Linked DNA regions of Bicyclus anynana: region 1 is linked to region 2. A link is a contact called in public Hi-C data. All regions are on one chromosome and are shown on one strand. The core of a region is the stretch at or near the end of the contact, and the rest is flanking DNA. Distances in the headings are between cores, read along the strand shown.

What was found. Hi-C and Micro-C count contacts between places; a contact is called where the count stands out from the background.
Region 1: a contact with region 2 is called in a Hi-C map of whole body, with 4 times the contacts expected there. The contact joins two enhancer-like sites. A contact is called at or near these places in 2 of 2 Hi-C or Micro-C datasets (whole body and whole larva).

The regions. Positions count from the first base shown.
Region 1 is chr21:7,246,183-7,250,617 of ilBicAnyn1.1, reverse strand. No RefSeq gene overlaps it. Among protein-coding and RNA genes, the nearest start is that of LOC128199267, 21 kb to the right of the region's middle. Within about 2 kb of position 2,422, at least 8 of the 8 cell types and tissues checked have open chromatin away from gene starts, as enhancers often do.
Region 2 is chr21:7,076,509-7,081,069 of ilBicAnyn1.1, reverse strand. No RefSeq gene overlaps it. Among protein-coding and RNA genes, the nearest start is that of LOC112057507, 21 kb to the right of the region's middle. Within about 2 kb of position 1,734, at least 2 of the 8 cell types and tissues checked have open chromatin away from gene starts, as enhancers often do.

The DNA.
Region 1 (4,435 bases), core at 1,173-3,672, 170 kb before region 2:
TACTTAGGTTTACGTTATAGGGTAGATGTAGGGGTTGGGTAGGGTTGGGGTAGTGGTAGGGTAGGGTAGGGGTAGTAGTAAAGTTGACATCGACGCGGACGAAGTCGCGGGCGTCCGCTAGTTATAGTATATGTCAACAGCCTAGACTGTCAATAGATTAGTCTATAAATACAAGCCTTGGACAAGAGAGGGGCAGTTGCACTTGGGTTATACAGTAGTGCGGGTAACTAAGTAGATATAGTGTTCAACTCAGAGGAAGTAATTAACAGAGTAATCATCAGAGAGTACGCAAACATTACAGTGATGACTTTTCACGTTTATTCAAGAATTAAGATTATAAAAGGCAACGTCTGTGGTATTGTAGGGGTAATCTCTGTATCTACTGAACTGATTACTAAAATTCTATTACCACTAGAAAGCCACGTTATTTGTGAGTGTCATAGGCATATATACTATGTCCCCGTTTTCTCACGCGAACGGGAACTACACGGCTGAAATCGCAGGGCGTCGGCTTGTGTAATTACGATTGTACTTGTAGCAATAAATATTACGCATGTATCTACTGTCTTCAGCTTACGATTTTTTTAGGGTTCCGTATTTTTAATATAACAGTTCCTATTTAGGTAATTACATAAACTATATCAATTGTAGATACCGCTTAACTATGAAAGAAATGAAAAAAAAGAAAGTACGATTAAAGAGTTTTAAAACCGAAAAAACTGTTGTTTCATTTGCTAACTCCCGCAACGAGCGCGCTTACAAAGCTTAGCTTAAGCTTAATTTCTATGAATAACTTTAATTTTCGTTTTATTTACATATTTTTTAGCAAAGAACTTAAGTTAAATATTTTTTTGAGAATAAGGAGATCGCTTCTCTATTACTTAGCAATCAACATCAGATTCTTTACAAGTTAGCCCATGACTACAATCTCACCTGATGGTAAGTGATGATGCAATCTAAGATGGAAGCGTGCTAACTTGTTAGGAGGAGGATGAAAATCCACACCGTTTTCGGTTTCTATACGGCATCGTACCGGAACGCTAAATCGCGTGGCGGTACGTCTTTGCCGGTAGGGTGGTAACTAGCCACGGCCGAGGCATCCCACCACCCAAAAAAGATTTCAGAAAGTATAAAAAAATATCTACCTAAATGTAGAATAACACTTCTCATTTTTATTAATATTCATCATTATCAGTCTATTCCAACGGCCCACTTCAGGGCCAGGGCTTTATAGCAGACTGTATATGGAGCTAAGACCCGCCATGCTGCCCCAATCCGGATTGGCAGGATGATAATGTAATAACTCTTTAACGACCATTAGTAGAATATGTTAATGGTATAATTACTATTTTTAGTCCTTAGGTAATACTTGGTCGAACTTGCGTAGGTATAGATCGACAGTAAGTAAATTTTGTATTTGCGTAAAAAAAATATATTTAAATTTAATGTGATATTTCTTGTTAAAATGATTTACTTAGTTTTTAAAGCATTCATAACAAAATGTATGTTATAAATCGTTACGCTCGTTAAGTAATTTGTTCAATATTTTGTTTAAATAAATTACCATAACTACTGCATGATAATATCACAATAATATGCAAAAACCATTAGTTTCTGCTTGTACTTCAATAATTCCATCCTGTTTTTCATTATTTGTTTAACTGCATAATTAATCTAAATTATATTCAGTAATGATGTTCGGCGCACTCATTAGCGTCAACATTCAGCGCTAAGCGCGTCGAAGCTGCAACTCCAAGCTCGCGATTGGAGCGCCACCGTACTAATTTTTTCATAACTAAATTGCTCGGGAAAAAAATAGCGCCAGCAACGGCATCTCTTAGCGGGAGGGGGAATTTTTCCCGCGTCGGTCATAACACCCGGCCACGTGCATTTGTTTTGGTTGGCTTTTTTCTCAAAAAAAGATAGCATACATAAACCTCACCTAGCCGCGTCGTAGGTGCGCCAAGCAAAATGGTTGTCGTTTTTTTCTTCTCTTTTCAGCCATCTGTCCGTCCTTTTCGGTCAAAAATGCGATCGTTATTTTCTGTTCCGGTGCGAGTGTGTGCGTTTCGCGACCGACGCTGAAGATATACGCCACGCGGGCGCGCTCTAAAATACTCGCTATCCGCGAGCAGCAAAGCGGACATTCGCGTGTGCAAAAATCCGTCTTACGTCTAATGGTCGGCGGAGAAAAAATAGAAATATAGGAGGCACGGCGTGCACGATAAAGAGAGCGGGAGTCGTTAACGATTCTGCGCCGGAAAGTTGCGCAGATTGCGTTTTTGGTGCTTTTTTTGGGGGCAGCACCTCACACCAACGGGTGTTTTTTGTGCCTGTCTTTTTCTCGCACGCAGTCTCACTCCTTGGCTGCGCGTGTGTGGGTGTACGCGGGTGGCGACGCGTCTGTGTGCAGTGTCGGGGGCAAGCACCTAGTACTAGATTTTTGCGTGCAAACGTCCTAGATAGCTGATCGCCCGCGTATACATAGACACGGTATATAATGAGATGTCACCGCTATAGAGCGCGTACATAGAGCTATGCAATAACGCGGGCAGGTTGCTATTCACGTTGATTAATCACAGGCTTACATAATTGTTCTATATAAAAATATATTCGCCGGCAAATAGCAACTGCATTTTGGTAAAATAAAATGAAGCTGGAACTGTTTACAGCGTTTAGATCATTTTGTTTGACTAATTGATTGCATTCCGTTTGCCGTATTGAAATTATTGTGAAAAGCTTTGAAAAGCTCTCTGATTGAAGGTTTGTTTACATATTTGGAAAGATACATTCGCAAGATTAATTTGTTTGTATAAGAATATTATTTGAATAGGTATATATTTATCTACCTAAAAAGAAAATTTTGCTGCAGAGAACGTTGCAGTCGGAAATATGAAATAGATACTTAACCATCTAATTTTATAGGAAAATATATCACTTAGGGAGCTTAATTAAAAAAAAGAAATTACCTGTGCTGATAAAATAAATATAATTTTTAATCTTTTATTAATTATTTATTATTAAATATTTGCATACTTATAAACAGTGATCCTTACGACATAACAACATCTACTCGTATGTATAACAAAATGTAATGTTTCTTGCGATTATATGACTCCGATTCTGATTCTGACCAATGTTTATATTTATGATAAACTCAGACCAATTACCATAGGACCTGACTTGCCAAACGTTACCCCTTTGTCAAAAGTATATGATTACGATCTAACACTGATCTTCATATGATCACATATGATTTTTTATTATCCCTGCGACTCGCTTGATGTCGTCAGTCCCTTGATGGGGGATCGATAAACACTGCGCTTTCTTACACCGTGTGTGTATTACAATTTAAAGGAGATGGTCCAAAATTGTATGGAGCCAAGGATCAGTCATTGTACCCTAGCGGAAATAAAATATTTATTTTAACTATTTTTGATTATACAAATCTACGAATTTACTTTAATTCTTTCGAAATAATATACATTATCTCCCAAGAAATGCGACACTATTAAGGGTAATAATGGCGGATTGATGACGTTTTCAATGCAGTAATCGATTTGACGTTGGCTGTCAATTGTCATGTCATAGTTGCTTTAAGGGCGCCATCTTGATAAAACTCAAAAACTTAGGTTTTTTTTTATTATTTACAAGTTAGTCCTTGACGGCAATCTCATTTGATGGTAAGTGAGGATGCAATCTATGATGGAAGCGGGCTAACTTGTTAAGAGGAGGATGAAAATCCATACCCCTTTCGGTTTCTACACGACATCGTAACGGAACGCTAAATCGCTTAGCGGTACGTCTTTGTCGGTAGGGTGGTAAGTAGCCACGGCCGAAGCCTTCCACCAGCGAGACCTGGACCAATTAAGAAAACCTCAATCGGCCCAGCCGGGTTTTAATTTTTTTTTATATAGTTACATTTTTTTTTTAATAAATTTTAATAAAATCCTTGTATTTTTTAAATTTCAATTATACGGGGTACAAGAGTGGTCCTGAAATGGACCTTTGTATTTGTGTAGTGATGTAACTCGTATAGTATAAGGACACAGGATATATTTATTGTTGTTAAATATTTTCGATGTGTGACTTTACCTGGTCCGTGCCAATTTTGTTGGTGAATTTGAGTGCGATACAAGTCCAAAGGTAATTGGTCTGAGATAGTATGTACAGTAACGGAGTGTTCGAACCTTTAGTAGCCCGGTGCATTTACTGGCGGACTCACGTGCTATAAATACTCCCAGACTTTATAAGGCATCGCACACGATTTTAATGAATAAAATATTTATATTTTATAAAGATTTTATTTTAAAGGAGATAATTCACGCTCCATACATTTTTGGGTTCTTTTTGAAAGTACGTACCGGCCAATAAAAAAAATACACGAGTCGTTAGAATTAGCCATTTGGAGCAATAGCTAATATGGCATAAAAGT
Region 2 (4,561 bases), core at 485-2,984:
GCCTCAAAATTTCAAATTGTTCAGGTAATGATCTATTTATTTAAATTATCGAACTTTCTGCCAAAATAGAATTTTAAGTAATTGTTATTGAGGTAAAAAAAATCAATTTTTAAAAGGATTTTCACCCTATTGATGTTGATTAGGTAGTTGTTCATACGTACAGATCGAACCTCATTATTTGAAGTCTGTCAAATTAATAAAAAGCAAGCGCCTATTTCATTTAAATAATTATTTGATTACATACTAGCGGACACCTGCGACAGAGTAAAGATTTACTGTGCCTGCGAGAACAATATTTTTTTTCAGAATAAAAACTCCCAAAAAATAAAGTAATATAAGTACTCTGTTTTGCTCCAAGGTCATTGTCGATTGAGATTAAATTTAATTATCTCTTTACCAAATTTCATCCAAATCGGTTTAACTTTAAAAAGGTAACTTTCGCATTTATAATATTAGTTTAGGACCTCTACCTCCGATATGGGTTTAAATAAGGTCCAGGGCATTCACCTCCAACTTTTCAGTTGTGTGCATTTTAAGAATTTAAATACCACGTATCACAAATGGTGAAGGAAACCTACATACCAGTGAATTTTCTTTATTCTCTGCGTGTGTGACCTGTGAAGTCTGCCAATCCGCATTGGGACAGCGTGGTGGACTATTGGCCTAACCCCTCTCATTCTGAGAGGAGACTCGAGCTCAGCAGTGAGTCGAATATGGGTTGATAATGATGATGATATTAATTATTATCAATTAAGTACGTCTTTGGTGAAACATCTCGTTGGTCCAGAAGTTAGTTAGGCACGGGTTCGAGTCCTGGGTCAACAATGAAATGAAATGAAAAAAACTGAGCTTTTGTTTCTATTAAGAATTATTCAGTAGTTCCTCAGCCCGGAGTTGGGAAGTCGAAATCGAAGAGAAAATAGATACCTATAGATACCTATAGTGCATTCGAACAATGTGTGTAATGTGTATTGCCATATAGTAGGTATAACCGATTGGCTATGCGCATCGGATCGGAATGAAAAAAGTTGGAGTTCTGTCTTTTGGTCATTAAATTACTAATGCAAAGCAATTCCAACTGCTAGAGAGGTTATCATAATTATGAGTAAAAAATAATACCCACATAGATACGTTAAAATATTTTATTATTAACTTTTTGAACTAGAGTTTCACAATTAGAACACACACACACTAATGCATAGTGTCGATCTATATGGGTAATGCATTTTTTAAAAGGGCTTTTATTATAAAGGTGGATATTTTCAGAAAACGACCATGTTGTGATAATTAATCAAAATTCATCAATCATCATTATCAACCTATATTCGGCTCACTTGAGCACGAGTCTCCTCTCGGAATGAGAAGGGTTAGGCCACGATGGAATTATGAAAATTCTCAGGTTTCCTTACAAAAATACCTTCACCGTTTGAGTTTAAATATCCTCCACGTGATATTTAATTTCTTTAAATTCAGTATTCGTAACTAGTAATAAATAATAGGCAACATAGGTAGCCGGTATTTATATTTATACAATGCACCCCCAAAAAAATCTAAAGAAATCTTTACCAATCGTGGGTACCGCAATTTGAGTATCGATTTTGGGATCCCCTTTCTCCTATTATTATTTTTTTACATAACAAAGAAAATATAAAGGAGGAGTTTGCAAGGGCAGGCGCCCCTCGCGCGACATGCGTCTGTGTGCGTCGGTGTGTTGCGGATAGTGCCGCGCGCGTGTGTGCGCGCAACTTTGAGACGATCGACGGAGCCACGCGAAATAAGGGGTGATTTGTGCACGGATCGATATGATTTGATACTTGCGTAGATTCATCATCATCATCATTATCATCTGGTCAACGGTTCCAACTGAAAACCAGCGCTGCATGCTCTTTTTATTTAAAGAGTATGTAGCATTATGCTGAGTTGGATCCCTTTACTGGGTTGTGCCACACATCGCAGGATATTGATAAAGAACAAATTGTGTTCTGTGGCATAATTCTCTAATAAAGCTTTTTTCTTTTCTTTCTATATTTGGCTCACTGATGAGCCCGAGTCAAAAATTCAAAAATTCAAAATTCATTTATTTCAATTAGGCTCATTTTACAAGCACTTTTGAAAGGTCAGGATTATGTCATAATTTAATTTAATCTAATGGTGGTAATAATAGTCAATAACTTAAAATTAAACTTACGAGGGTTCCAAACGCTCCTTGGTCCGAGAAGAGCCCACAACAAACTCAGCTAGACGTCTCTTGTCAGAATGAGAAGGATTAGGCCAATAAATAGTCCACCACGCTGGCCCAATGCGGATTGGCAGACTTCACACACGCAGAGAATTAAGAAGAACGTGGCCTCTATCTAGGTCTGCCCTAACGTTATTGAGGTGTGATGGTGTTTTAACCGACTTCAAAAGAAGTGTAATATTGTTAGAATTGCATTAAAACTTGAATAAGCTACATAGCGGATGCTGCTTTGTAAGGAAACTATTAGTACATACCCAGCTAGTAGATCAAATTAAAACTGGTTAAATATGAACAACAGGAAGGTCCTTGAAACCCGCTAAAATATCAAAAGTTATCATTCCCTCTATAAGAAAAGAGGGGCCGAAGAAAGCGTCTCTTAGCTTCTCCCCTTCTTGCACGCACACGACTGGTTTATGTTTTAAAAATACTATACACACATAGGCTCAGCTATCAATAGATTCATTAGACGCATTTCTTTGATACAGCCGTGCTTTTAGCGAACTCTCGACAAGTTTCCACTTGCGAAAATCATACACAGAAACACGCAATTTTGAATCTTAACGTTTCCTGAATAAGGTGTACAAAAACAGAGATAAAGGCACAAGAAGATTTGCTGAGGAGTAATTGCGTCTTTACTTGGTGATTTTTTTTTCTTTACCCTTTTTTGCGAGGGCTTTAAATGGAAGTAACCCTGCATCGTGATCCGTTTGATGTACGTCTTGCAAGAATAAATGATGGGGTTTGGATTCTGTAGGTCCAATAATATGCGATTCTATAGCTGTGGCCCATGGTTTTACACGCGTAAATACCATCCCTGTGGGAATCAAGATAACAAGTAGCTTAATGTGTGCAAAACTAAACCGACCGACTATAAATCTATTTATATTCTAAAGGAGCCATTTTACAGAAATAAAATAAAACAACGAAATATATATTTTATAATAATTAATCAAAATCACTAAAGATAATTAGAAATCACATTTGGTAATTGTTTTTTAAATGTGTGTGTTTTTGTGGAAATCGTGTTTCTTTTTATACTAGAGATACTTGTCCATGTTTTGATTAAGCAACTGACAATGAAATTCAAATTAGGCCCGTCCTAATCTGACAATAAACTAATTTGGACATTGAACCTTTTATGTATGTTAGTTGAGATATAAGAAATTGAGATTTTAATGAAACAAAATGTCATCCGGTGGTTACTGACAACCCTTCGTGGATATCATACAGTTGGTAGATGACATCTCAGTTGTTGTTAACAAATAGTAATACCTCAAAATAAACATTATTTGTCTATTTTAAATGCCTGCAATAATAATAAAATAAACATTAGTTGATATTTTTATCAACATCGAAGATCGTTACTTATTTTCTAAGTAATACTTTTTGGAACGTATAGCATAGAATCTATAGTCTATACTAATATTATAAAGCTGAAGAGTTTGTTTATTTGATTGAACGCGCTAATCTCAGGAACTACTGGTCCGATTTGAAAAATTCTTTCAGTGTTAGATAGCCCATTTATCTATGAAGGCTATAGGAGAAAAATTGTCCCCGTAATCTTAAGGGAACGGGAACCACGCGGGTAAAACCACACGGCGTCAGCTAGTACAGTATATTAATACAAGAATTTATAGGTGGACTACCCTAAGTAACAGACCATCGATTTCAATATTAGAAATCTGATAACCACTGGTTGTAAGGAATGCGAAGGGGACTACACCGCAAGTATGACGCACATAAACATAAATCCGTATTATTTATGCGAGCTGGAGGAATATTATTTATTGGTTACGTTTGAAGTACTATACAAGTATACTTTCCACGTGTTGGTATAATCGTGAACGTTAACATGTACCTACAGGGAGTATTTTCTATACGGTTGACAAGTCCACTTATAGGATATCTGCCGGCCTCCGTGGCGCAGTGATATGCGCGGTGGATTTACAAAACGGAGGTCCTGGGTTCGATCCCCGGCTGGGCAGATTGAGATTTTCTTAATTGGTCCAGGTCTGGCTGGTGGGAGACTTCGGCCGTGGCTAGTTACCACCCTACCGGCAAAGACGTACCGCCAAGCGGTTTAGCGTTCCGGTACGATGCCGTGTAGAAACCGAAAGGAGTGTGGATTTTCATCCTCCTCCTTACAAGTTAGCCCGCTTTCATCAGGTGAGATTGTAGTCAAGGGCTAACTTGTAAACAATAAAAAAAAAAGGAGCCGAACTGCATAACTATTTTTTTAACTAAAAAAAAACTTTTTATGTTTTCATACAAAGTAATTCAAATAATTCCGACTATCCATGTAACACACGCCTTTGTCTATCC